Regions from separate parts of the Sus scrofa genome. Here region 2 is linked to region 1. The links are chromatin contacts, called in public HiChIP or PLAC-seq maps. All regions are on one chromosome and are shown on one strand. Each heading gives the region's core, a stretch centred on a gene start, on an enhancer-like site or on the middle of the called end of the contact. The rest is flanking DNA. Distances are from core to core; before and after follow the strand shown. Region 1 has its middle 29 kb from the start of PLEKHG6. Region 2 holds the start of CD9 (CD9 molecule).

Evidence for each region. HiChIP or PLAC-seq counts read pairs in DNA pulled down with a chosen protein or histone mark.
Region 2: a contact with region 1 is called in an H3K27ac HiChIP or PLAC-seq map of skeletal muscle, with 12 times the contacts expected there. The contact joins the promoter of CD9 here to the enhancer-like site in region 1. A contact is called at or near these places in 2 of 5 promoter capture datasets (fetal liver and liver), 33 of 47 Hi-C or Micro-C datasets (adipose tissue, alveolar macrophages, blood and 16 more) and 2 of 2 datasets of contacts at active chromatin or transcription factors (alveolar macrophages and skeletal muscle).

Annotation. Positions count from the first base shown.
Region 1 is chr5:64,375,446-64,383,045 of Sscrofa11.1, forward strand. No RefSeq gene overlaps it. Among named protein-coding and RNA genes, the nearest start is that of PLEKHG6, 29 kb to the left of the region's middle. Within about 2 kb of position 3,431, at least 53 of the 83 cell types and tissues checked have an H3K27ac peak or open chromatin away from gene starts, as enhancers often do. A contact at or near this core is called in adipose tissue, alveolar macrophages, epiblast stem cells and 8 more, where this site is marked.
Region 2 is chr5:64,455,770-64,463,369 of Sscrofa11.1, forward strand. It overlaps CD9 (CD9 molecule), which reads right to left and starts at 4,014. Exons shown (of 8, transcript NM_214006.1): 1 at 3,855-4,014. The coding sequence starts at 3,920.

The DNA.
Region 1 (7,600 bases), core at 2,181-4,680:
AGACCATGATGGAAGATAGTATGAGAAAAAGAGTATCTATAATATATAATATACATGTATGACTGAGTCACTATGTTGTTTGTACAAAAGAAACTGGCACAATACTGTAAACCAACTATACTTTAATAAAAAAAATTTTTAAGTATAATGATTATGACAAAAAAAAACTTTCAAAGGAATTTGTGACTTTCCCACCCCCCAAAAGCAATGGTATTCTCTTGAGAGGGTGGAATGCAAGGATACAAACTTGTTGACATCTATCAGTAGCAAGCACTGAATATATGTAATTTGACATAATCATCCTCAAAATTACCTTTCAAAATATCCCCATTTTACAGGGGGAAAAAAAAAGTAACAAAACACACCCTGCCTCTTTGAAGTTCAAAGAGATGAAAGAACTTTGCCCCAGTTCATACATTTAACAAGTGGTGAGGCTGGCATTTGATTCCAGGAATGGCTGACCCTGACCAGGTCTGGGCAGAGGCGGAGAGAAGAGAGAATTCTAGGTGAGGGAGTACAGACTGTGAGCAGATGGCTCTCAATTGAGCCTTGAAGGATGGCAGAGAAAAGGGGCATCCTGGATGAGAGGGATGTGGGCAAAGAGGGATTAGGGCCGTGCTGCGGCTTTTAAAAATGCATGTGGTACAAGACCTTTATTTATTTATTTTTTGTCTTTTGAGGGCTGCACCGGTGGCATATGGAGGTTCCCAGGCTAGGGGTCCAGTCGGAGCTACAGTTGCTGCCCTACGCCACAGCCACAGCAATGCCCAATCCGAGCCAGAGCACAGGGCAACACCAGATCCTTAACCCGCTCGGCGAGGCCAGGGATAGAAACTGCATCCTCATGAACACTAGTCAAATTTGTTTCCGCTGAGCCACGATAGGAACTCCCAAGAACTACCCCTTTTGAGCAGGTGCCAGAAAGTGGGGTGATGGACTTGGTGACTGGGAGGTGGGCAAATGATAAGATCCAGGGTGTGGCCGGGGAGTGGGAGGCCGAGGTGGAGGAAGCGGTCATGGGGAGGAAGGGAACCAGGAGGGGAGGCCACAGTGGATGGGTGGGTCTCCCACGTGGATGCTGCCTCGCACAGTCAGGGGAAGAGCAAGCCACCAGCCTGGAGCTGAGTCTTCAGGGAAGGAAGGGGGGCTGCCCAGAGGCCAGGAGATGACAGCAAGAAGGGAGATGGGAGCTAAAGCTCACCACCCAGATTCTTCAAGGATGTTTCTATGGGGGTGGTGGAGTGGTAGCAGGGGTGGGGGGGGGGACCTAACTTCCTGAAGCAGCTAAGAGGAACCAGGTGAATGCTAACCTTACTTCCTGTCCCTAAGGTATGTAGGCAGGGTGAGAATAAGATCAAGGCTAGATTTGAGGAAAAATTTTCTGAACTGGACAGGGTATGAGGCATGAACATAGCAGCTGAAGAGCCCCAGGAGGTGTCTTTTCTTCCAGAAGAGGTTTGGGAGCAGAACTGACCCCTCCCCCATCCTTCAAATCCCTTCTCCCCATCTTGGTGAGGCTGCCTGGCTTCTTTGATGGCAAGGTTTCATTTAACCCAAATCCACGGAGCCCTAAGACATGTACACTCACTTTTCTTGGCTCTGGGGAGAAAGAGAGAGCAGTGAATAAAACAGAGAAAACGAACCCCCTGCCCCATGGAACTGGCTTCCTAGCAGGGGGATTTGTTTAGGTGGGTTCCTGATGCAGAAGCATCCAGCAAGTTCTGTTACTCACCGGTGCAGGAATCTGGACGTGGGCTGAGTTCAGACAATGAGTCGTGTGTTGCCTGGGGGAAGGGAGAGATGGGGTGACGTCAGAAAATGGAAAGAGCCCCAGGGCCTGGGGGCTGAGGTGGGGGTGGGGGGTGGGCGGGCAGTGACCTTGAGAAAGTAATTTACTTTTTTTTTTTTTTTTGTCTTTTTGCCTTTTCTAAGGCTGTTTCCGCCGCACGTGGAGGTTCCGAGGCTAGGGGTCTAATCAGAGATGTAGCCGCCGGCCTACGCCACAGCCACAGCAACCCGGGATCCGAGCCGCGTCTGCCACCTACACCAAAGGTCACCGCAACGACGCGTCTGCCACCTACACCAAAGGTCACCGCAACGCCGGATCCTTAACCCACTGAGCCAGGTCAGGGATCGAACCCGCAACCTCATGGTTCCTAGGTGGATTCGTTAACCACTGAACCACGACGGGAATTCCAAGTCATTTACTTTCCCTGAGGCTTTTCCTGCTTAGCTGATTGATCTGTAAAGGAGAAAGGAAGGGGAGATAATCCCTCATTCCCCAATTGTGGTATTAAGTGAAAGTGCTGTCCAAATACGTGCCCTACAAATAGTCATTTGTCATCTCCATGAGGCAAGTCTTCATTACCTTCCCTGCGTGTGGGTGCACAGTGGCCCCTACTCCCCCACGGTGGCTGCGAGTATTAAATAAATGCACAAACTAAGCATAAGGGCTTAGTGAGTGAGGCCCATGGTGCCAGCGATGCTGGCCACCAGCAACAGTCCTCTGTTCATCACCAGCAAACTCTTTGCTCTCTGGGGACCAACGTCCACCCGGAAGGGGAAACGGGTCCTGGTGCCAGCCTGAGGGTTTAGGGTGCTGGGGGCGGGGCGTGGAACCCGCCTAAGGGATGAAGGGGGAGGGAGAGGAAGCCCACCGCTGAGACATAATTCTTTTGAGCTACTTCCTTCCCCTCTGCACTCCAAAGTCCCTCATTCAGCCAATCGTTTAATTTTTATTCAGGACCTACTGCGCGCAAATATTGTGTTTGGTGGTGAGGATGGAGTGGAGAACCACACAGGCGGGATCACTGTTCTTGGGCTCTCATCCCGGTGGGGACAGAGGTGGGAGCTAAGTGCTATTTCTCATCTTTCCTCCTGGGGGCTGGGGTGGGTGGCTAGGCTGTCCCAGCTTCCAGCTCCAATTTGGCCTGGATTTGGGGTCCCCAGGAGAAGCCCACTCTCCTCTTTTAAAAGCACAGTGTATTGTGCGGTGAGAGTTTGAGAGAGCTCTCTCCCATCTTCAGCTTTTTATTTCGAACGTGTTCCTATCGACAAGAAAATGGAGAAGCACTACAGCGAAAAATGGTTTTCGCTGAGCTTCCAGAGCTCGGACGCCGGGGACGAAGACTGGTGGGAAGGGCGCGGAGAGGGGCGGGGTGGGGGCGGGGCCTGAGGGGGGCGGGCCCAGAGCGCGGGGCGGAGCAGCAGGCGGGTCCCGGCGCCGCCAGGGGGCGCCGCCAGGGGGTGCCGCGGGACGGCGGGGGCGGACGAAGTGGGTCTACAGGACGCCGGATGACTCACAGCGGCGGACGAGAGGATGAGTCAGCTGTCCTCCCGCTTTCGGCGCCCGCCGCGCCCCGGCCCCCGCCCAGAGCTGACCCTCGGGAGGGGCTCCCAGGGGCGGGCGGCAGGGCCGGGGACGCATTCGGGACAGCGCTCGGTTTTCTCCCTCGGGGCCGGTCTTCGGGAGGAGACTTTGTGAGTGTCTGGGCCGGGCGCGCCAGGGCTGATCCTAGGGCAGCGGGCTCCAGCTCGAGTACCGGTGGAGGCGCAGCCCCGGGGCTCGGGCCTGGGCGGTGGCACTTCCTGGGGAGGGGGGGTGTTCCCTTGGGGAACCACTCGCTCCCTGCTCGCCGGGATCCGCGGGGATGCTCCTGAAGCCAGGGATGCTCCGGGTTCTGGGCGGACTGTGGGCGGCGCCGCAGGGAAACGTGCCCCCAGCCAAAGCCACATGCAGAGAAGAGAGCCTGCTTTGTGCCTTGGACGCCGGCTGTTTTTTGTCCCTTAGACCAAGTCAGAAGAAAGAGGAACCCAGGTCCTCTCTGCGGGTTGGCGGCCCCTGGGCCCCCGGTCTCTGGTGGCAGGTCCGGCCCAGGAAGGGATATGACTTGTCCAAAGCCGGAGAGAGGAGGCCAGGCTGCTGGGTTTGGACTTCCAGCTCACCAGGCCGTGGAAAGTGCCTAAAATAGTGCCTGACATCTAGTCCCCCGTAATGTATAATAAGCAATATATGTACGTATGTGTGCCTAATAGCTTATCTTTATGGGGTCCTTACTCAGTGCCCAATGTTGTCGCAAGTGTTCCTCATGACTTCATATTTGATTCTAACTAAGACGTAAACACTATTCCACACTGGGGACATAAACATTCCCAGTAAACACATTCTGTTTCTGGGGAAACAGAAGCTCAGAGAAGTTAGGTTACTTGAGCAAGATCACACAGCTAAGAAGTACAGTGTGGGAGTTAAACCAGACCCCCTGATTTCAGGGGCTCTGTGCATGAGACTGACTTTGAATATCTGTGGGGTCCGGATGTTGATAAAAAAAATTGACCAGTCAATGTGAGAAAGAAGTGGAAATTTCCATGCAAGCCAGACTAAGGGAATAGACTCTCAGAAAGCTCTGAGAACTGTTTGGCCCATTAGAGGTCAAAGCACAGTCATGTAAGTTTTGAGAGAGAGGACTGTAGAGTAAATGACGTATTATTGCCAGTTTATACTATCCAGATCTGCTCTCCAAAGCGTGGTCGTGGTCATCATGGCCTCTGACAAGATTAAGAAGGCCTGTTATCTCTTAAGGGATTGTGGCCCTTAATGAGATGAAGAAAGAATGTGATCTCCAAGGAGGGAGGGTTAATGTAGATGCACGACCCACAGGCTAAAGGCGAGGAGGGAGGGGGCCCAAATGAGCAAAGAAAAACTCCCTGTTTGGGAGTTCCCATCGTGGCGCAGCGGAAATGGAACCATGAGGTTGCGGGTTCGATCCCTGGCCTCGCTCAGTGGGTTAAGGATCCAGCGTTGCCGTGAGCTGTGGTGTAGGTCGCAGATACGGCTTGGATCCAGCATTGGCTGTGGTTGTGGTATAGGCCAGCAGCGGTAGCTCTGATTAGACCCCCAACCTGGGAACCTCCATATGCCATGGGTGGGGTTATACAAAGCAAAAAAAAAAAAAAAAAAAAAATTCCTTGTTTAAATGTTTCTTGTCTTGGAGTTCCCTAGTGGCTCAGCTGGTTAAGGATCTGGCATTGTCACTGCTGTGGTGTGGGTTCGATCCTTGATCTGGGAACTTTTGCATGCCACAAGTGTGGCCAAAAAGTTTTTTTCCTTATCTGGCCGTAAAATATGGATTTTATTTTATCACAGGAGTGTGCTGCCAATGGTTTGCTTCTCAGGGTGTCTGAAGGTTCTGGCCAGAGTTAGCTCAAAGCTGAGGGAGGGGGCCCAGTGAGCTCTGCCCCTCCTGTGAGGCCCAAGCTCTGCAATTTCTCAGGTGCCACAGGACAGAAGAGAAGCACTGAGCATCACTCTTGTCCAGCTCTTGGCTAGCCCTGTGGCCCCGGGACCTGATCTCTGACCGCCACCATTCCCCCTGCTTGGTCCATGGGCCACACTTGCTACTTTAGGGGAAGTCGCCTTTAGCAGGGTTTCCCAAACACCTGCCAACAGACTGAGGCCGATTTGGGGTTCATTAGAAGCAGCTGGGGAACACATTAAACACACAGATCCCAGCTCATCATAGAGCTGTGATTCTCAACCCTGATTGTACATTAATACTCAGTGGACCTGATGCCTGGGTCTTCTCCCTGAAGATTTTTTTTTTTTTTTTTTTTTTTTTTTCTTTAGGGCAGCACATGCAGCATATGGAAGTTCCCAGGCTAGGGGTCAAATCAGAGCTGTAGCTGCTGGCCTACACCATAGGCATAGCAACTTGGAATCCGAGCCGCATCTTTGACCTACACCATGGCAACGCTGGATCCTTAACCCACTGCGCAAGGCCAGGGATCGAACCCACATCCTCATGGATACCAGTCCAGTTCTTAACCCACTGAGCCACAATGGGAACTCCCCCCACCCCCTAGAGATTCTGATTGAATAGATCCTGGGGTCCCCTGGGGCTCAGAATGATTACTTGTGGGCTGCTGAGGTTGGGCACCGCTGCTCTGATGGTCGAGTCCCCTAGAGCTGAGGTGGCCCTAGGAATCTTAACTTTTAAAAAACCGCCTATGTGATTTTTGGGTGCAGCCGTGTTTGCAAACCTCTGGGGTGGAACTCACTTTTTTCTAATTGGCTTTGAAGAATCTCCCAGATTCTTCCAATGGAACCCTGTGTGTCATGTGTGGGAGCAGCTTGGGGAGGAGCAGGGTCCCCTCTCATCCTCTCCTGGCCCCTCTCTCAGTTTATAGGGTTCCTCTCCTTACCAGGCACCAGCATTCTCACCCACCCAGTCAGGTTCGTTTCTTGCAGATTCTCGGCAGGGTGGTCAGTCCTTCTGAGTTGGTGGTCACTTGGAGCTGGGCCCTTGAACCCTGAGCGCTCAGGCTGGCGGCATTGGCAGCCCAAGGACCTTAGAAAACACTCATGTCCATCCTCTTTTCCCAGGTCTCAGTGGGCTGTGTTGTGACCAGTTAACTGGGTGCAGTGATGGCCTCCCCTCCCTTCCTCTGGGACGCATTGTCATCCCTCTTTTTCAGTGTCAGCTTCTGCCCTGGAGTAGTTACATCTGTCACCTCCCAGCTTAGTGCCCTTTTCTGTGTCTTTGGCTGCTACATGTCCTCCTGGGTATTCGGTATACCTGCTAGGTGCGAGACTAGGGGTCTGCACTCTGGACCATGTGCCCCAGGTCATATCACTTAACCTCTCTGACCCTCAACCTCTTCATCTGTGAAATGGGCTAGTAATGTGTCTTACCCCCTCGCAAGGTCACTGTGTGGCTCAAGATAGTCTGCAAAGAGGTGCTTGGGTGACTGCAAATTGTGACACCAATGTTCTTGATATTCACTGAATTGGATACAATGAATGTTCTCTTTTCTCACTGGCGGAGAGAGGGGTCACTGGCCCCTTGCTTGGGGAACACCCGGGGTGTCAGCAGTGAATATTAAATTCCCTAAACTTGCTGTACAGCACAGGGAGCTGTATCCCATCACTTGTGATGGAACATGACAGAGGATAATGTGAGAAAAAGAACATGTATATTTATATGTGTATGTATGTATATGTGTGTGTGTGTGTGTGTGTGTGTGTGTATAGATATACACATATATGCGACTGGTTTACTTAGTTGTATAGTAGAAGTTAACAGAACACTGTAAATCAACTATAATGGAAAAAATAAAAATCATAAAATAAAATTTTTTTTTGGTTTTTTGCCATTTCTTGGGCCGCTCCCGCGGCATATGGAGTTTCCCAGGCTAGGGGTCGAATCGGAGCTATAGCCACCGGCCTACACAACAGCCACAGCAGCATGGGATCCGAGCCGTGTCTGCGACCTACACCACAGCTCACGGCAATGCCGGATCCTTAACCCACTGAGCAAGGCCAGGGATTGAACCCGAAACCTCCTGGTTCCTAGTTGGATTCGGTAACCACTGCACCACGACGGGAACTCCTAAAAAAATTTTTTTTAAAAATTCCCTGAACAATGATGGATCCAAGGGTCCTGCTTCCCTTCCTTACTGAATCAGAATGTGCTCACAGAGAGCCTAGCATCTGGTCCATGCCCAGCACAGAGGCAGGTACATGGGGATTCCAGGCTATTGGGTAGTAGAGGGATCCTCAGAGAAAAAGGTGAGTGATGCTAGATGAGAACAGTCTAGAAAGAGT
Region 2 (7,600 bases), core at 2,764-5,263, 81 kb after region 1:
GCTCCCGAGGCAAATGGAGGTTCCCAGGCTAGGGGTCACATCAGCGCTGTTGCTGCTGGCCTACACCAGAGCCACAGCAATGCCAGATCTGAGCCACATCTGCGACCTACACCACAGCTCACGGCAACGCCAGATCCTTAACCCGCTGAGCGAGGCCAGGGATCAAAACCGCAACCCCATGGTTCCTAATCCTATTCGCTTCCACTGCGCCACGACGGGAACTCCTCTGTATTTCCATGAAGCTTGCCTTAGGGCCTAGGGCTGGGAGACTTCATTTCCTGGGAAAGAGAAATCCCTTGCTATTTTTGTCAGCGAGGGCGGGGACAAGGCCAGAGGCAGTGAGCAGAGGGGCCAGAGGGTGGTGGGGGTAGAATGGGAAGGCCTTGCTCTTGACCTGGCCCAGCCCTGGTCCCCACTGCACAGCTGAATCTGCCATTTGTCATGGCAACGTGTTTCCTGTCTCAACATTTTTTGCAGGGTGGGGAGGCAAAGAGGGCTGAAGGAAATGCAGAAACAAATGAAACAGAGCCGGGAAAGTTAGGCTCGCGGGATGGGGTAGGAGAGGGCATTGAGAAAACAGACTGATGGCTGGCTTGACTGCTGGTATCAGAACCCTACTTGGGGAGGGCAGGCAGTGCAGGCTGGGTTGTCACCGACGGTCCCACAGTGATGAGAGTGGGGTCCAGGGACCAGGTACACCCCTCCCTTCACTCCCGGCCCCGATCGTCCCACTGCCACTGAGGTGAGCTGCTCCTCTCTGGATGCCTACTGGACGACCCCACTCAGCATCCTCTGTCCATGAAGTGCTGGTGGCCCCTGGCCTCCTAACTCCTGCTTTTCAAGACCCACATTAGGGCTCAAACACCAAGTTTAGAAACTCCTGGTCTCAAGAAAGGGAATGATGACATCATAAGGAGCCAAGCAAATAGGTCTCTCAGGTCAGAGCTTCCCTTCAAAGCTCGCTCTCTCTTTTTAATTTTTTTGCCTTTTTAGGGCTGCACATGTGGCATATGGAAGTCCCCAGGCTAGGGGCTGAATTGGAGCCACAGCTGCTGGCCTACACCACAGCCACAGCACCTCGGGATCAGAGCCGAGTCTTCGACCTATACTGCAGCCCAGAGCAATGCAGAATCCTTAACCCACTGAGCAAGGCCAGGGATCGAAGCCACATCCTCGTGAATATTACTGGGGTTTGTTACTGCTGAGCCACAACGGAACTCCACAAAGCTCACTTCTGATAGCTTGTTGCCTCTCTCCTTCCATCCCCACCCAGCTGGGCAGAGCAGCAGGTGGTGATGGAAAGTGTCCTGGACTTGGAGCCAACCAGACGGGCATTCAAACTTACGTCTGAGGCCATTCTGCCACACCACCCTGGGTAAGTCCCTGAACCTCTCTGGGGACTCGTTTCCTGGTTGTCAGTAAAATGGGGATACTGCTTCCTGCTCTGTCTGTCACAGGGGACATGGAAGAGGACATGGCAGGCCGTAAGACACTGCACAAGGGGGTCAAGGTAGTCCTCGATTCCATTGCCTCCTAGGAGATGGCAAGGATTGCAATCCCAGCGAGCTGTAAGAAGACACACAGCACATTGCTACAGGGACCTTGATACAGTTACTGAGAAATAACTGATTGGAGTCAGGTAGCTGCTGCTTAGCCCGCTACATCACTTGTTACCAGGTGCCCTTGTAGTTTTTGTGATGGAGACAGAAGAGGAGAGGTCCCCTTCAGGGATGAGGGGGTCGTGGTATTGGCTGGATTCCCATGATGCTGGGCAGACCTGCCCCTCTCTGGTTCCTTCTTCCTCATGGTGAATAAGAGGGCTGGACTGGACGATTGCGCAAGTCATTCTAATTCTAAACCCAACCGTTTAGGTAGTCATTTCTGTTTCAGATGGCATGGCCCATGGGCGGCACCAAGCCCAGGCAGAGACGGCTCTGGATACCAATGGGAGTGGCAGGCCGGCAATCAGGGAAGGCTGAGCAGATACCGGGAGTGGCCCAGGGCTCCGGCAGGTGCCAGGGGCAGATAGGGGTATGGTGGCACCTTGGTTGTTGGTGGTTTCCCCCGCTCCACATCTTCATGCAGCCTCGGCAGAGAGCTGAGGAGCAACCCAGAGATTGGCAAGGGAGAGATAGCGCTAGGGAGGGGAGAGGAGAACTTAAAGGACAAGGGTGGGGTGGGGCGGGGCCAGTCCGCCTTCAACATTCTTTTCTGGTGCCAGGGGTTGGGGAGAGGAGGAAGCTAAGGCTGGCAGCTAGCTGGCTGGCTGCTGGGGCTGGGGGGAACATCAGGAGGGGGGGTGCCCACCCCAGCAGGGTCTCCCTAAAGCTGGGCTGGGGACACCTATATTCCATCCTCACGAGGGCAGGCTTTTCAGGGCCACACCTGCGGCATAGGGAAGCTCCCTGGGCTAGGTGTTGAATCAGAGCTGTAGCCGCCAGTCTACACCACAGCCACAGCCACGCCAGATCTGAGCTACATCTGGGACCTACCTCACATCTCATGGCAAAGCCTCTGAGCCATGATAGGAACTCCTTTTTGGGGGGGAGGGGTGATTCTTGAAGGGCAGGTCAATCTCTGTCCGCTCCAGGGAGGATTAAATCTCGGGAGATTTTCCTTGGGGTTCATGGGGAAACCAGCTCCGAGGGAATAACTACATTTTTGTTAGAAGCCTCTGGTTGCATGTCCCTGCTTCTACAGCCGTCTCTCTTAAGAGTGGAACAGGGCCTGCCTTTCCAAATGCCCTCCTGACCACAGAGAAGCAAAGACTGTTCATCTGTGAGCAGGGGAGGTGGCCCGGGGATATAAAATCCTGGATTCCTTGCTTCTCTCTCTGGATGGTTCCTTAATACCTCAAGGTTACGTGTGGCAGGGACACTCCCCTTTTCTGCGGCCAGCCTCAGACTTCCCATTTGCAGAGAGGCTGGGAGTGGCTGGCAGCGAGACTTCTGAAGCTCCCTGGCCTGGGTCCTCCCCAGGTGACTGTCCACTCCCTGTGGCCCCGCCTGGCTGCTGGGTTGGAAGGACTGAGGCGGGCTCCTGATCTCTCCCGGAAATAGAGAAACACAGGACTCATCCCACAAAAGGTGCCCATCCGCTTCTACCTCACCTCTGCCCAGTTCTCCCCCGGTTCTCTCCAGTTCAGATACTTATCGCCCTTGGAAAAAAATCAAGACAAGCTAGTCTTGCAGGTAGTTTCGAGGGAAGCTCAGACTTTTTCTGGGTGACTCAGAAAGAGCCTGAGAGAATGGGGGCCTGAAGGTTCCTTCTCGAGATAGGAGGGGGGGATCCCAACTATCATCCAGGGACGGGGCCCGGGGGCGCGCACACACTCGCAGCCGGCGCGCCCCTTCCTCTCCAGCGTAAAGGCACCAACAACTCTTGGTTGGGCTCCCTCGGCGCCACCAAAGTCCCTAGGAGCGTCCGCATCCTTCCCTCCTCGCGGCCCCGGCCACTCCGCGGACCCCGCCCGGATGACAAGCTACACTACCCGTCACAATCCCCCTTGGCCAGGGCCTTGAGTCCCCAGCACAGGGATTCTCCGTTTCTCCCTCCTGCATTCGGAGGGACTCAGGGTAGGAGCAAACACAAATCTTCCCCCTGCCACCCCAGCTCACTACGGCCCGCGCCCCCTTCCCGCTCCGCTTCCGCCGAGCCCCGGACCAACGCGCCCGCCCCGCCCGTCTCCGCCCGGGCCAAGCAGCCCGCGGGCGGCCGCAGTGCCCTCTCTCCTCCCCCAAGAAGTCTTCCCCGCGCGGGCGGTGCCAGTTGCCGGCAACCCCCAAGGCGGACGGGGTGCCCGGGACGGACAGGTGGCCCCGAAGACGAGCGCGCGGCAGTAGCCGCTCACTCACCCAGAAGATGAAGTTAAATCCGAAGAGCAAGTATTTGATACACTTAGTGCCTCCTTTGACCGGCATGGTGCGGGCTAGACTGGCCTGGGCCGGACGGGTGCGGGACGAGGGCGCTTGCGGCCGAGACACACGGGACTGGGCTGCGGAGCGAAGTGCGGGCGGCTGCGGGCGGGCCTCCGGGCTGCACTTTTAAAAGGTGCCACTCCTCGGCCGCGCGTCGCAGTGTTGCGCAAGGGCCGGGCCCCGCCCCCGCCCCCGCCCCGCCCCGGCCCACCTGCCCCGCCCCGCCCAGGGCCCCGGGCCCGGGGCCCTTCCGCCTCAGGCTCTCTCCCCGAGTTACCCGGACCTGACTTCCCGCCATCCTCCCCCTTTCCTTTAACCGTCTTGAAGTCTTTCCAGGCCGTCATCCCTGCCCAGCTTTCATCCCGGAGTTATGCGGTGGCCTCGCCCTTCCAGTTCTCACCTGGATTCCAAGCGTCCCCAGCCCTCTACTTTGGGAGACTTTCCCCAGGTGGTGGGTGCAGAGACCCCTTACTCAAAGCCCGCTGCCCTCCAATGAGGGCTCCCTTTGCTTTGGTCTCCATTTGAAGGAAAGCTGCCTGGCTTTATTTCTCCCTGGGGCGGCTCCTTGCAAACCTTCACTCTTGGAGCAAACTCTTATTCAGCACTCAGGCGGAGTAGGAGGAATTAGAAGCTTGGAGTCCAGGCGGGAAGATCGGTGGAAGGCTTATGGGAGTAATTCTTAAATACCATCACTGAAAAGTAATATGTTTGAGGGCTGGGCAGTCTGGGAGTGTTTCCTGCATTTGCAGTTCAGCTGCTCAAAGGAGAAGAGAAAGTCTGTAGCCTGGCTTCTGTTCGTGCCTTTGCTCCACATCACCCTCTCTCTTGCCTTTTAATTCTGCCCGCTGCCACCTCTTGGTTGCTCCAGTGCCAGAGTTCTGAGGGTGTTTCTCCTCTGCTCAAAAACGTTCTGCAAATAACAAATGTTGGTGAGGATGTGGAGAGAAGGATACCCTTGAGCATTGTTGGTGGGGATGTGAATTGGCGCAGCCACTGTGGAAAACAATAAGGCGATCCCTTCAAAAAATTAAAAATAGCGGAGTTCCTCTTGTGGCTCAGCAGTAATGAATCCAAGTAGTATCCATAAGGATGTGGATTCGATCCTTGGTCTTGCTCAGTAGGTTAAGGATCTGGCATTGCTGTGGCTGTGATTTGACCCCTAGCCTGGGAACTTCCATATGCCATGGGTGCAGCCCTAAAACAACAAACAAACAAACAAAAAGAAGATGTGTTAACATACATACAGTGGAATATTGCTCAGCCATAAAAAAGAATGGGATCTTGCCATTTGGCACAACATGGATGGACTTAGAAGGTATTATGCTAAGTGAAATAAATTAGAGAAAGACAAACACTGTATGATTTCACTTATATGTGGATTCTAAAAACCAAAACAAACAAATATAACTAAACAGAGTCATAGATACAGAGAACAAACAGGTGGTTGGCAGAGTCGAGGGAGGTAGGGGGAGGAGAGAGGTATAAACTTCCAGCTACAAAATAAATGAGTCATGGGTAAGGAAATGTACAGTGTGAGGAATATAGTCAATAATTATATAATGTCGTTGTATGGTGACAAATGGTAGCTATCGTGGTGATCCTTTTGACATGTGTAGAAATATTGAATCACTATGGGATGTGTCAGGAACAAACAGAGTGTTGCAGGTCACTTATACTTCACAAACTAGTAAATTCATAGAAAAAGAGATCAGATTTGTGGTTATCAGAGGTGGGGGTGGGTGGGTAGGGGAAGGGGAATTAGTTGCAGGTAATCAAAAGGTACAAACTTCCAGTTAAATAAGTATTAGAGATGTAATGCACAACCTAAGAAATATAATTAACACTGCTGTAAGTTATAAAGGAAGCTTGTTAGAATAAGTCCTGTGTTCTCACCACAACGAAAAAATATTTTTTCTTTAGTGTTGTAGGTGTATGAGATTAGAGGTTCACTGAACCCATCGTGAGCCTCATTTCATGATGTATATGAGTCAAATGATGTCATACACCCTTTTTTTTTTTTTTTTTTTTGGTCTTTTGGTCTTTTTTTAGGGCCACACCCGTGGCATATGGAGGTTCCCAGGCTAGGGGTAGAATTGGAGCTACAGCTACTGGCCTATGCCACAGCCACAGCAACGTGGGATCTGAGCCGTGTCTGTGACCTACACCACAGCTCATGCAACGCCGGATCCTTAACCCACTGAGTGAGGCCAGGGATCAAACCTGCATCCTCATGGATGCTAGTTGGGTTCGCCAACTGCTGAGCCATGACGGGAACTCCATATGTTATACACCTTAAATTTACACAGTGCCGTGTGTCAGTTATATCTCAGTAAAACTCGAAGAAAAAAATACTTTCTGTAGCCCCGCCACTTTAATGATGTAAGTCAAAATTCTTCATCTTGCATCTGTGGGGAACACTGCCCCACCCAGCACCCCAGCTCTGCATGTGGCATGTGATGTGTGCCCTCTGCCTGACTGAGCTTGACCTCTTCACTTATAGATATTCTATGGCTCCTTAAACATTCCTTTCCTGTTTCTCACCAAAAGATAAGATTCCCCCTACTTTTGAAATCCCTAACCCCCTACGCATTTTTTTCAAAATGAAGTTTCCTTTGGTGTTTTTTTTTTTTTAATTACAGTTGCAAAACACCCTCATTATAGAAACATCAGGAGGTCCCAATAAGCAAAAAGAACATAACTCAAAATGACTCCCCCGCCAGAAACAGCCGGTGTTACCACTTCCAAGTTCTTATTTTGCTCGGCTGATTATGGTTGTTAGATTTGCCACATTGATTCATTCATTTCAAAACACTTTTTGTATCCACTTAGGAGAGTATATCCTTGGGGCAGGAGGGGGGATGAGAATATTACATGAAAGTATTTCCTTGGGGCAAGAGGGGGATGAGAGTATTATGTGAGGTCACGGACAGAGCCTTGAAGGTCAAGGGGGCTCAAAGGAGGGGACTTTGACCCAAACTGGGAAGCATGCTGCAGACCCCCAGGAAAAGTGGTGGCAAACAGGGGGGAGTGTTGGGCCAAGCTGGGGCCAGGGCTGTTTGGAATCTGGGCTGGAATTCACAGTGGGGTGTGTGCGTGTTGCATGTGCGTGGTAAAGGCGGAAGAAGCCTCATGGTCCTGGATTCTGCACTTGGAGGTGAGGGGTCACAAGCGTTTGAGCAGGGAACCTGTGCCTTAGGTAGCTGGGTGGCAGGGCAGGGGGATAGGAGGGACAGGCAGGAGCTCCTGCAGGATAAGGACCACTGACTGTATCTCTAGGCCTTGGCTCAGAGCTTTGGGGGGTTAGCCAGAAAGGTGAGGGGAGTCTGGGGACCTGCAATTGGGTAACATGAGGCAGGTAGCAGGGGATGAAGGTGAGCTGGGGACCCATGGAGGTACATCAGGTGGCTGTGGAGTCTCGCAGGTGAGACCAAGGAGTGAACTGAGGGAGTGGAGGCTGGGGAGGGGGTGGCACACAGGGAGAGGGCAGAAAACCGGGAGAGGGGACTCCTTTGTGAGGGGCCGGTGAAGGCCAGGTCAGAGTCTGGGCAGCAGGAGCGGGGAAGACTTCATTTCTTCTCCCAGGGCCTCTGGAGAGGCTGCTCTGTCCTCAACAAACCCAACGCTGAGACCACACGCCTCACCTGGAAGAATCTCTGCATGGCCGGCCCAGGGCCAGCTCCAGA